Linked DNA regions of Oryzias latipes: region 1 is linked to region 2. A link is a contact called in public Hi-C data. All regions are on one chromosome and are shown on one strand. Each heading gives the region's core, a stretch centred on a gene start, on an enhancer-like site or on the middle of the called end of the contact. The rest is flanking DNA. Distances are from core to core; before and after follow the strand shown.

Region 1 (7,307 bases), core at 606-3,105, 140 kb before region 2:
TAGGATTATTCCAGATGACCAAAACAAGTAGCCTCAAAAGTTTTTGAATAAACCCAGACACACTTTTAGTGGCGTATGGTTTTTTTCTAGTTTTAGTTTTAAGTGTCATTTCTTAAATATGCCCCATTTTTCCTTAATAAAAACGATGCCATGGGGCACAATATGAGCAAGAAATAGTTCAAGTAAAAGGGATGTTTTCATTTGCAAAAAGCAATTCAGACACTATGACCACTATTTTTTTTATTTTTAATTTTTTTGTTCATAGCAAATATGACGTCACCAATTTCCCAGAGTAAAAACTCATTAAACATGAACATTTTATGAAGACACATCTATGAATCCACAAATTTCTAAGGCATTGTCGATTCGGACAGCCCCAAGATGGGCGACTGGTCTATATAGTGGACGATAGTGAAGGAATTTGGAAACAGTGTTACACAAAAACAGCTTTAAAACTACTGTTGCAAAAAATGAGAAAGGAAAAGCTTCAGTGATGCTGCTTGTCTAAAACAATTTTACCAAATGTTACCAAAGTGTATCATTAATGTAGAATCCACGGTAAAACTATAATGTACTCAAAATTAAATCAAAATCTCCCAATAATTCACTTTCAGCTACAAAAACACTGATGAAGTGATGAAAACTTTTTTCCTATGCAACTTATACAACGTTTTGGTTGGATGAGACCCAAATCGTACATCCAGACAAAGATTCAGTACCTCATGTGGCCAGCAGGGGGTTGTAGTGCAGAAGGAGACGAGCACAGGACAGCCTCCGCTCTGCGTCCTACTGTTTCCTTCACAAGCAAACATCATTTAGTCAAGTTAAAAAGGTCACAGCCTTTGGATTTTAAGCAAGAAAATCCTCATGCTCAGTGATTGAAGCAACTTCTGTGTCAAGTTAGACACGAAATAGAATAAACAAAAATGATGAACACATTATACTTATGAATTATTTAAAGCCTGGTTTGTGTACTTTTGCTTAAACAATGAAGTAATCTGATTTCAAAGCAATTCAGCTTTGGACATTTTCGCCTTCTACTGCCCTATTTGTGACACTTCACTCCCTGGCACTGCTCTGGTGAACTTCTCCACTGTCTCACTATAACTTAAGTCTCCATGAGCGCACTTCCTAAGAGTGTCTGGTGGTCCACTTCTTTTTTCTTTTTTTTTTGTTAGGGTTGGACTTCATTGGCTTTATGGCAAGTAGCAGTCTCTCCAACGAGTGAAAGAGGTGGTGGTGGGGAGGATGAGGATGGGGGTAGAGGGAGAGAAAAAGAGAGAAGAAGGGGGGGGGGGGTAATTCATTCACTTTGCGCACAAAGCGCAGTGGAAATCACCCAGGGGAACGAAACGCCAGACACATGGGAGAGGCGGAGGGAAGGGGGTGGCCGGATGGTGCGATGTTGAGAAAGCAACACACAACAAGGAATGCGCAGATTTAATCTTTTATTCATTTTAACTCAACTTTGCAAAAAAAAAAAAGAATAAAGTAAAAACGTTTTGGTTTAACAGATAATTACTTATTTTGGCTTCCCAGAAAAAAACCGCACAAAGCTGTGACTTGATCCAAAGGATTTTGGAGCCACCGAAGTGCTCTGCTCCCAGTTTAAGATGGAAAGTGAAAAGAAAAGAAAATGATTTTATGTTGCAGTAGAAAATGGATACATATTCCCTAACTTTAAAGGCGTTCTTTGAGCGCATTCGTGTCTCCAGGACGCGCGTCTGCAGGCGATGATCGAGCTGAGCGCTGCGCGGCAGCACTGCGCCGTGATCCCTGGACCCCCCCTCCCTCCCTCCCACCCACAGCCTCACACACATCGCCCTGAGCACCCCCTCCTCCCCTCGCACCACTGACTGCCACCGTCCCCTGCGCTCCCTCGCTGGCTTCGCCGCTCTTTCCTTTCACTGATCGTTTCAGCGGAGGGGCTCGCACGCGCTATCGTGCCATTGATACCCACTTTACAGCGCGCTCGCAGAAAACAGTCGGCATGTCTCTGTGTCCCCCCTCTTTCTCCCTGTCCTGCCTCTCTGGTTGCGCGTCGTTAAACTAACGGGGAGGTGTTAACTACTTTTTTTTTCCTCCTTTACCAAAGCGCTTCACGTTATCACTGTTACACTACGCAAGAACCAGAAGGGCCGGTGCTGCTGATATTCTCAGAGCGCAAACAAACAAAAAAAAAGTTTTGGTTTGTTGTGTGGATAAAAGAAAGAAAAGAAAAGTAGAAGAAGCCGGAAAGTGGGCAGCCGTCTGCGATAGAAGCGGATTGTGCCACGGCGAGGTGAGTAACTGACTGTTTTGCTCTGTTGTTATCGGGTTTGAAGCTTATCCAGTTTACGCTTTCACGCCTTTGCGCTCTGCTTCTGTTTCTGTTGCGCATTTTGACTTGTCCTAAACTTTCTGTGCACTTTAATGGCGTGGCAGGGAAAGAAAAAAAAAGGAAAATAAAAAAATGGGGAAAATGTCGCAGCACGATCTTGGACACTGCGTCCGAAGCGTGTGCACGTGGCAGCATGTACATCCACATATATTTCTGACTTTTTTAATTATATATTTGCGCGTGTCCGTGCCGGCTCTCCAAACATGAGTGGCTTCTTGGAGGCGTTTACACTGTTGTGTGATCAACCATCTGCAGCTGAATATTTTTTAGAATAACTAAAGTCAAATTTTTGGTTTGATTTTTTTTTTTTTTAGAAGTTATAAGCGTCATTACGCACAAAAGCCGACATTATCCAGATTTATCAAGAGAGCCAAACTTTCTCCTGCATCTTTTCTTTGGAGCGAGTGGAACAAACGGCGTTCAAATGTAATGAATGTAGCAATAAGTTATTATTTTATTCTTTTCCGGTTACATTTTTAGGATTTTCTCACAGGTTTCTGTCATGAGATCCATTTTAAACAACGTTGTAGTTTAAAACCACACTTTTTATTGAGCAGTAGCCTCGTTTGCCCGACTTTCATAACTTTTATCTCTCATAACATCAATATTCATGGACTCCAGTTCCAAATATATTTATTGACAAATTCTTCTGTATTGAATCAGGTTTGATTACAGCTATTAAAATGTTTTAGAATACTAAAACATTTAATTTTAGGAATATTTTAGCTAAATACTAGAATTAATGATCCCAGGGGAAACACACGGCTTTGCTCATGCGCGCGCGCACATAATAAGACGGAAACAGTTGGGAAACACCTGTTAACTAGGGAGCCACAATAATTTAACTCACCCCACCCCCCACCCCCCTCAACAAGCTGTGCCGCTGGACGTCCCGGGGGCCCCTCCAGTTCCATGGCCGAGAACAGGGAGCCAAAATACGGATTAGTTGAGGCGTCAGCACCCGCTGCTGCTGCTGCGTCACCGCGAGCAATTCGCACATTCGAATTTTGCCTCGGTTCCATTAAAACAATCGTTTCAATATAGTCTTCGCTGCACTTTACATATACATTCAGACTTTTTTTTTTTTTCGTTTGTTTGTTTGTTTCCATACGGTTTAAAAAAATCATCTGATGTCTTGGCTTTGACGCCCAATTCATCGGCCTGTCGAACAAACTTTTACGCACGCTCTTTTATTTATTTATTTCCTTTTAATTCCCCTGGAGTGTGCCGGAGCGCCAGCGCGTTCACTGTGGACTGGTGGCAGAAAGTGAGCAGCCGCGCAACGATCAAGAAAGCAGAAGTCAAAGCCGCAACGCCAGAAAGTGGGATAGTAAAGTTTGGAGTGCGCGTAAAAGCACTAAAACGCACAAAAAAATTCAGAGTGAATTCAAGCCAAATGCACATTTATTGAAACTACCGTCCGAATGTATAGAAAACGCTCATTTTGATCGCCGGTGCGCTCCCGGCGGCTCATCATAAATGTTCTGGAAGGAAAATAAAACAAAAGAAAACAAGGAATAAGTGGTCATCTAACGATGCCAGCCCCACGAATCCCCGTCCATTGATTTTATTGATTGTCAGAACCGACTCGAACTTATAATGAGCGACCGAGCCTCTTCATTTTCCAACCAAACACATTAGCAAGCAGTAATTATCTCGTGAAGGGAGATCACACAAGCATTTATTATTTCTACGAGAAGTCTATAAACGATGACGCGGACAAGGTGCTCCAGATGGAAGTCATTTTCGGGAATCTCTTTAGCATTTTTGATTAAAATTAAACATGTCTTTAAATTTCTAATTAAAAAGAAAAAAACTGTTAAATACTTTCCTGTAATTCTTGGCCTTTGATAAAAAGCCTAAGATGTATTTATTGTTTTTGCAATCAATCGAAACATGTTTTTTTTATTATTTTACTTAAGAAAAAAATATGATAAATCGTTTTTTTGTTTAAATTCATAACCATGTTCACATTTACTGTTAATAAATACACTGAATAGTTACCCAGGCTGCGCTCTCCCCATCATCCCTATTCAAATATTTGTAAATAAGTTCGTTTTTTTAACTGAATTCGAGCATATTTTATTTTCTTCTTTTTCTTTTCTTTTTTTTCCAGAAGCGACCCAAACGGTGCCCTGTTTGACTGTAAAACGAACTGACAGTCAGTGATTCATGTTCAGTCATTTACTTATTTTGCGCCTCGCTTTTCCCAGCTCAGTGATTTATGTCCATTCTTATACTTCGTGCGTCAGTCGCTGTCAACCCACTTGTTTCACATCCTTCAGCTCCAAATCCTTTTTATTCTTTTGCATTTTTAGGAACGTATTATTTTGTAGAAATTAATACCTTTTTCATTAGTTATTTTTAAATAAATCTCAACTAAAAGGATTGCTTATTTATTTATTTATTTATTTATGTTAATTTAATAAAACTCATTTTATATTTATATTTTAGGTCGATTTAAATTTCAGGGCCCATTTCCTTTCGTTCCGGCCTGACATTTTTACGCGCATCGTTTTCCATCCATATAGGAAAAGCAAAAAAGCGCGGAGGAAAGAGTCCAGAAAAAAAGTCCAAATTTACCGCCAGCACTTTCAGCCCCCCCCCCCTCCCTCCCTTCCTTCACCTCCTTTCCATCCTTCTTCAATCAGCTGTTATTGCTTACCATTGATCCCCCCCTCTTCTGTGCGCAGTGAGAAATAAAATGAATGTCCGTTTCACACCTCTTCCATGGATCGATGGGCTCAGAGAAAGTTGTTCCAAAAAAGAAGAGAAAAAAGTCTGTCCGCCTATTTTCCTTTCTGTAGGTTTACTTTCACCGATTACCAAAAAGAGCTCCCAGTCAGCAGGCCGAGAGTTTCTGCCAGAGATTATTTACTATTTAAAGCGCAAAATGACACTTTTTAAAATCTTTTGCTTCTTTTTATATTTCTCTGCTTTTCACCTCTTCCGAAACGCATCCAACAACCTCTGCAGAAATGATTTCCGCTTTGATTAAATCTGTACCCGCATAAGTAGCATATATTTCTTAAGTTTGGAAACAAGAAAGGCGGTGACGCGCGCGTGAACGCACCGTTTTTATGCACAGCATTCCCCTATGAAAGCACGACCCCCCCCCCCCATGCCCCCCATTAACCCCAAACCCTTGAGTTTATAATTTATGTTACTTTAAACCTAATTACCTACAAAAAACAGAAATGTAACTATCGTTGCGCCCCCCTCTCTCCACTTCTCCTATGACCTCGTCCGCGCTCTTCCTCATTGCTTTGCTTTGTCACATCAGCTTTCTCAGAAATGCAAAAAAAACTAAATGAAACCAAGATTTGTTTTCTATTTTTTTTTCTATATATGTGCGCATTTTAATAGAGCCTTTGTGCCCCCCCCCCCCAATCATTTAAAACGTTTACATTTCTGAAATATTTATATTATTTAAACTTTTTATAAATGTTTTTGTCAACTCTTATTTGATTTTTTCCCTTTGAGATGCTCATTATATTATTAAACGTTTTAATTAATGTGCGTTAAATCAGTGATTTATTATCCACAACAAACAGTATTAGGGTCATATTTTGAGCAGAATAATGAGCTGAAATGCTTTTTCTCTTTTCTGAGTGATTTTTGTGTGCTTTTTTTCATCAGCTTAAAGTTTATCTTTTTGCACAAATGCCCCAATGATTCATTTTATTGATGAGAGGAAAGGAGAGTAGTTTGAGTCTAGTCTTTTCTATTGGAAGGAAATGGCTATGAGAAGGGGGGGGGGGGGGTGCAGATCTGTGTTTAATGGTTTGATTGCATTGGAGAAGGCAGCCTCTGGTAATGCCGTTACAGAGGGGAAATTTCACTCCGAGATGCTATTGGCAACAAGAGAAAGTCAAAGAATTAGCCTAATGGGGAGAGTTGTGTCGGATGTCAGATACTTTCTATTCTCCATATTGCTCCGTGTCTCCTCTCTCTCCAGTCTATCAGTCTATCACCGTTTCCCCCCCTCTCATCTCCACTTCCACCCCTCAACATCACATCTCTCTCAAGTTCCTCCAACCGCACCCCCCCCTCCTCGCCACCCGCCATTCGTCAGCAACACTGAGCAGGAATCACGAATCTGCTCGGAGGATTAGCTAATATTACTATTCCCCCTCCCCAGAAGACAGTGATGGTGCATTGGCTCCCATCGATTGCAGACGAATGCTATTTATGTCGCCTGCTTCTGATTTTTCTCGGAGCTGCAGGCAGAAAACGAGGCTGCTGAGGCGGTGTCTGAATCCACGCACACCTGTGGGAATACACCGTGCCACACATCCCAAAAACCCCATCCAGGCTGCTGCTGCTGCTGCTTCTTTCAGGATCTGACCTTTAACCCCTTACACTGTGCAGAACAGATTGTATCCCTGCAGGCATTAAAGAACTTTTCCCTTTGTTCAAATTACCATTATTAAGTCTGCAAGAGAGGATTATTACAGCAGAATCTGTGATTGAAAACAGCGTACCTGGCAAAGGTTTCTCCTTGTTAAACTGCAGCTAATGGGCTCGCATGCTGCCAGTAGTACAGAGCGGCCAGCCTGCCGCCTGTACGCCTGCCAGCCATCTAGATTAGTGGCTGCTGTTGTACAACCCAGCACAGCAATAAAGACTTATAGGAGGGCAGCTGGTGCCACACACACACACTCCGGCGAGGAATAAGTAACCTGTCGAGCTCTACGGCAATATTAGCGGGACCTCTCAGGTATGCACATGTCTAAAATTTGAATTTCAAAGTCTGCAGAGAGGTCTAGTAGGAGCAAACTCATGCGGCAAGATGCAGCTTTCATTTCAAACGGCACAAAGATGAGTTGGTTTACCGGAAGTGATAATGGGTGTGTGATTTTTGGTCACCGTTAGATTAGTGAAAATGATTTCGGATTGATGTTAAATCCCTTGAGCTCTAATTTTT
Region 2 (6,393 bases), core at 1,782-4,281:
GGCGACCCCTGATGGGAGAAGCCGAAAGTGGAAGAAGGAGAAAGACATGACAAGCTGTGTGTGCGACGCTGCATTACATCGACACCTCATCCCTTCTCTGTGTCTTTTTGTTATGTTTGTTTCTAAATTTCAATCTCCCAACGCTGTGAAGAGTCTAACATGACAAAAACACCCACATTTTTCAACAGCTTTTCAGCTAATCTTAGATTTTAGTACACATGAGGTATAATATTGTATTTTTCTGCCACAAACTGGCCATTGGTTATACTTATTCCTTTTATCAGAACATGTTATCTGTGTTTTAGCAGTACTCAATAAAGTTCTACTCTGATCAGTTTTTGATCTAGAAAATTTCTTCAAACTGTCATTTTTTAAGGATATTTTTGCAGAGCGGTAGTAGTTCGCCAGAAATTCGTCTCTGACTTGTGGGCCGGAGTATTGGTGCGGAGTAAGCCCATCCACGGCCGTAGTGCAGTGGTAAGGTGGGCGACTTCCAATCGTAAGATTGCGGGTTTGATTCCCGCCTTGCCCGCCCATGTGTCGAAGTGTCCTTGGGCAAGACACTGAACCCCACCTTGCCTCTGGTGTTCGGCAGCGGAGCCGCCACCAGTATGTGAATGTGTTTGTAAATGGGTGAATGGGACTGTGACTGTAAAGCGCTTTGGGCCTTCAAAGAAGGTAGAAGTGCTATATAAGTATAAACCATTTACCATTTATCATCCCCACTTTCCATAGTAGTTAAGAATAGGTGAAAGAAGAGGAGGGGAGTACATGCTATTATATCTTTAGCATCTAAAGCAAAAACCCTATAAACATTTACAAAGCAAAATAAGTATTTATACTTTCTGATCACTGAAATCCTAAAGAAACAGACATTTGTTAGTTGATTCTAAGAATCCCTGCTCCTTATAGACCACAGGGGACTAGACTTTTTGTAGATTTTTTTAATTACATCAAAATCGGAACAACGGCATACTTTTAGCATGGCTAAAAGTGTTTCATCAAAGGAAAAAAGAAAAAGAAAACACAACACATGACATGCAGGATTTAAGCCATATATGTTGAAAATTTCTCAACATTTGCAATCTGTCACTACTTGTATCTCTACAAAGCCTTCTTAGTGCAAAGATGCATTTCCCTTCGGGGCTGCTTTCGTCCCTTTATGTACAGGATTGTGTGTGTATGAGTGTGAAAAGGTTAAAGAGAGAACCATCAAAGGCATGGGAGAGGCAGGGTCTCCCCCTACCTGGCCCTCTTGTTGCCGTGGTGACAAGCAGTCTAAACGGGATGTCCTGGCTGAGGCGGAGCCTTTTGTTCTGAGTCTAAAAAAAGCTTGTTTGATTGGCTGAATACAGGAAATCAGGAAGTGTCCTCCAACACTGAGCAGTGATATAATTTCAATAGCCATTATTTTTAGTTCACCCAGACAGAGCTAGAGGTACGCTCCAAGAAATGGGGTTTACACCGCTGCACACGTACGTGAGCGGCCACAAAGGGTCAAAGACACCATTGTAGGGGAAGCAGACATTGTGGTACGCACACATGCTCCAGACGCACATGCTGACACACAAAAACAGGTGGGCCCCACCCTGTTGCCCCGCTGATCAAGGACAATGAAGTGAGGTAGTGTTGGCAGACTCTGTAGAGCATTATCTCATCCTATAGCAGACACTTCTTAAACTCCCCCACCCCCTTATTTAACCTGAAAATAACATTACACAAGACTCTGCAACATTCTGCTCCCCCATTATGAAGGGTATTGTGCTTTTCATTTAACTCCTTGATGCCTGTATTGACTTTCAATGATCATAAATAATGTTTCACTTATGTGTTTGTGTTCAAAAGGATGCTCAATTAAGTTGAGATAGCTAATTGAAGCAGGTTGATGCCTATTTGCATCAGCCGGCATAACAGGATTTGGACCTAATGCTACGGTCACTTCAAATATTCCACAAAGTTTTTCATCAAACTTGGCAAGTGGGCGCGCAGCTGGGAGGTTTTAGGAAAAAGTTCAAATCTGATGCCAACTGTCAGTTGACATCGGTCAGTGGCCACCCGGGTACATTTCGCGGTTGCGTGATGGCAGTCCTTTGACAGGCAGAATGGCCCACTTTTTATATACCACCAGGCTACCAGACGGCTTGGTGGAGCTTCTTATGGACGATCGCTGTCTGTACACATCGTCCAATCAAAGCTGTTGCTATTCACCTATAGGCCAGCGATCCGGCTGCCGCTGACTTCCGCCTTCTACATTCATGACCACGCCGACAATTTTCAAAAGATTTGGTGGTGGCTTGAAGATTCTGCCACTGCCTCCCTATTGCGCAGTGGCAGTTGTTTTTGTGATCGTAGCCTGAGTATTTGCTAAATTTCTTTGGGGAAAGAAGGAAATATTGAAAAAAATTTGGGTAATTTTTTTTAATAGACTTTTTATTTTTTTCAGGTAAAAAGAAGATGTCCCTGTATGACAGCCAGGCTCCTGTCTGTCCCATCTGCCAGGTGCTGCTCCGACCAGGAGAGCTGCAGGAACACATGGAAACAGAAATCGAGCGGCTAGCAAACATATGCCTCAGGTAATCCTCAAAATTCAGAATCTACTCATCCCAAAAGCGTAACAAGTTAATGCACACTGCACTCCTTAAGGTAAATAAAGATAATAATGAAAAAAAAAAAGGAAAAAAAGTCAATGCTCAACGGCTCATAAAGCTGGGTCATTTGTAACCAATAGGCCGTGCACCACAATTCAGCTCCGACAGGCCGATCCAGTCATATTTCTCCCATGCAGGTATTTGTGTGCCATAAATCTGCATAAAAAGGCAGAAGCATGCTGTCAGCGTAAAGCTTAGCCTTTCCTACAGAGACCAGGATTCAAACCCGTGACCTCAAGTTCACTGCCACCCTTTCTTCTCCGCGGGGCAGTTGCAACTAGCAGTTTTACGACGAATAAATCAACTCCAAGCCCTTTTAACGATGGGACACAGCCATTAGGATCCATATTTCACCCTGCTCACACGCCTGGCTGTGTGTATGTGCACATGTGTTTGTGTACACGCGCGCAGGTCGCTCCTCTGGGGGTGTGTTTGTGTGTGACCCCACGTCCACCTTAGTGGCCTAGTTTTACGATAGCACCCATTAACTTGGAGAAACGGGGCAACAGACAGTGTCACCCCGCATGGAAATAACAGCTTATTTACCACCTGCTGTCTTTACTCGCATGTACCACGCTTAACATCTTTTGAGGCTTTATCGCCAAACTTTATTAAATCCTTCTGCTGTTTTCATCTGAATACATCCCTTTCTCAGTTTTTGTCTTTACAGCTATCATGCAAACAACAGAGACATTTTTTAATGTCTCTTTTGTTGCATTAGGTGGCAAAACGTCAGCAAAATAAAAAAAATCACAAAATCTGAATCATTGTGACAATGGGAATGCTGCTTTGCAAAGTAGGTGCGCAGTAAAGAAGCAAAATAAGGGAATGTTTGAGTCTGCATTGGGATCAAACACACTGATTTGTCACAGTGACAACAAATACAGTTCAGAGAATGCAGATGTAGAGAAGTACCAGCATCGAATGCTGCAGGGCGTCTTTTTCCAACTGGAAACTGAACTGACGAAATAGCAATGCCAACAATTTAAATTGACAATTGGTTTCTTTTTATTCCAGTTCATGAATGCAGTTTCCCTAAAAAAAAAATAAAAAAAAATAGTAAAAATAAAATATATGCCCTATTTTTTGGACTATGGGGCGCACCGGATTTTAAGGCCCACTGTCAATAAATGGTCTATTTTCAGTTTTTTGTCATAAGGTACACAGAACTAATAGACGTATTGAGAGAAGCTACACATTGGCCACATTAGAAACGTCAGCCACATATTTGCAATACCTGCAACTCCCAACCTTGTTTGCAACACATAAAAAAAATGACTGATGCTGCTAAAATATATTCGCTAAAACATATGACCACGCTAACTCCTAACCTTGTTAGTAACACATAAAAAAAATAAAAGTTTGACATCGCCAACCTTCCTCAGTTGACCGGAGAAAGGGACTCAGTGGGTGGAGTTTAAATGTCTTGGGGTTCACGAGTGGAGGGAAGATCGGAGCGTGAGATTGACAGGTGGATTGGAGCGGCAGCCGTCGTTTTTTTGGTTGCTTTACTGTTCTGCTGTGGTGAAGAGGGAACTGAGCCAGAAAGCAAAGCTCTTGAATTTACTGGTTGATCCTCATTCCAGTAGTCACCTATGTTCATGAACCGTGGATCATGACTGAAAGAACGAGGTCCTGAAGACAAGTGGCTGAAAAGAGCTTCCTCCGTATGGTGGCTGGTCACTCCCTTTGAGATAAGCTGAGAAGCTCGATGACCCGCAGACGGCTCGGAGTAGAACCGCTGCTCCTCCACACCGAGAGCAGCCGGTTGAGGTGGCTCGGACATCCAGTCCGGATGCCTCCTGGACGCCTCCCTGGGGAGGTGTTCCGGGCATGTCCCACTGGGCAGAGGCCCGGACAAGCTGGAGAGACTACGTCTCTCTGCTGACCCCGAGACGTCCCCCTAGAGGAGCTGGAGGAAGTGGCCGGGGAGAGGGAAGTCTGGGCATCTTTCCTTAGACTGCTGCCCCCCCGCGACCCGGTCCCGGGTGAGTGGAAGAAGATGGATGGATGATGGATGCATTGACGCATTTACAATACTCCGAACCTTGTTGTAACATGGAAAAAACAAACAACAGACTGATATCGCCAAAACAAACGTTTCTGTGACTACAATAAATCCCAACCTTTATTAGAAACGTTAAAAAAAACCACCGTCCGACACCGCAACACATTAGCTGCCTTAGCTTTTTTTACAATAACATCCAAACTTGTCATTTTGACAGCAATCAGTAAACACAACTAGTTTAATCCATAGATTAGGTAGTCCAGATTACAAAATGCACCGTCATGATTTAAAAAGAAATTAAGGCTTTTAAGTGGGCCTAATAGTGTGAAAAACACAGTAAACTATATATGTATATATATGTATAACATCACCATGCTGTCTTACAGCAAAACGTGCGTATGGTTCAATTATTAATAAAGGTTAGAATTCTGTCCTTCCCTCTGGATGCCAATTTAGGAAAGCTAAGCCCCCCACGCGCACACGCATGCTTCCTCTCTCTGTCACTCACATAGTTATTAAAAGAAATCGCGTCATCCCTGGATGGGATGGGATGGGACAAACGTCACGCCCGGCTGATTTACCAACTCGCCATTAACCCACAGAAACACGGCATGAAGAGACAAGGACAGCAAAGAGCCGAAGTGTGGAGGAGGAAACTCTTCTAGAGGCTGAAACAAGTACTATTTCTTTCTAAAGAAATGCAAGTAACATTAAAATACAAGCTAAGGGGGAGTGTCACGAATTTTAAAATACAAATACAAATAATAAAATACAGCAGTCAAGAAAAATTGCAACTTCACTCTCTCCTCTGGGTTGCTGCACGGGTGCCATCATTGAAAGTGACAATGGGAATTTGGTCCAATTTCTTGTAAATCTGCCTTTAATGGCACCTAGCACTTGCAGAATGAAAGAGTCGTGTGCATGGAAACGAAGGTGTGTCACCTCTGCCTTTTCTTAATATCTGTTCCCATGCATGCTTTCATTTGTTTTCCATTCCTGCTGCTGTCCGCCCAGCATGTAAACACGTGTGTGTGTGTGTGTGTTGGATTACGACTGCCAGCCTGTCCTCCCTCGTGGCTCGGAGCTCTGTCACTCGTTCATGGGCCACGGCGTCATGGAAATCGCACACATGCGTGGAGCTTGGCAAATGGAAATCCATCGTGCCCTGTGCATGTCAGGTGGCTCAGGGGGGCAAAGTAATCTACATACTCCTCCGATCTCCTCCCCAACCCCTTCCTTCATAATCAATCTGCCTGCATACGCCCGAGCCCCCCAGCTCTCTACCAGATGACACAAAAAGGCAAAAAGCAATCAGTATCTTGAGTTTCGCACCATCCAGCTATTTTTCCCTCCTTCCATTCCAGCCAATTCCCACCAAGAAAAGACTTATTCATCTTTTTGTTGCTCTTGCTGTCACTCCTCTGGCAGGGAGAGGAGGGAGGCCATTCTCAGGTAGGATCGATGCAGACTGAACCAAGCTGAGGGCCTTTATTGTGAAGGTAATTGCCTGCAAGTAGTTGATCATACCAACTCGAAACTAATGTGACTGGATTATGAGATTGTTTCAAGTTCAATGCACCGGCGGCTAAAGTCTGGTTGGAGCGAAAGTTGATTTGGATATATTCCCCCGCCGAGGTATTTAAACGTGTTCCTTTGTGTGTGCTGGAAAAAGTGCTTTGTAAATAGTCATGGGAAGCCTATAGGGTCTAACTAACGTTTATTATTGGGTCATCAAAA

What was found. Hi-C and Micro-C count contacts between places; a contact is called where the count stands out from the background.
Region 1: a contact with region 2 is called in a Hi-C map of fibroblasts, with 1.6 times the contacts expected there. The contact joins the promoter of LOC111949040 here to the enhancer-like site in region 2. A contact is called at or near these places in 2 of 5 Hi-C or Micro-C datasets (fibroblasts and gastrula embryo).

The regions. Positions count from the first base shown.
Region 1 is chr17:18,990,998-18,998,304 of ASM223467v1, reverse strand. It overlaps LOC111949040 (E3 ubiquitin-protein ligase Rnf220-like), which reads left to right and starts at 1,855. Exons shown (of 2, transcript XM_023964950.1): 1 at 1,855-2,281.
Region 2 is chr17:18,848,974-18,855,366 of ASM223467v1, reverse strand. No RefSeq gene overlaps it. Among protein-coding and RNA genes, the nearest start is that of LOC101168073, 13 kb to the right of the region's middle. Within about 2 kb of position 3,031, at least 2 of the 8 cell types and tissues checked have an H3K27ac peak or open chromatin away from gene starts, as enhancers often do.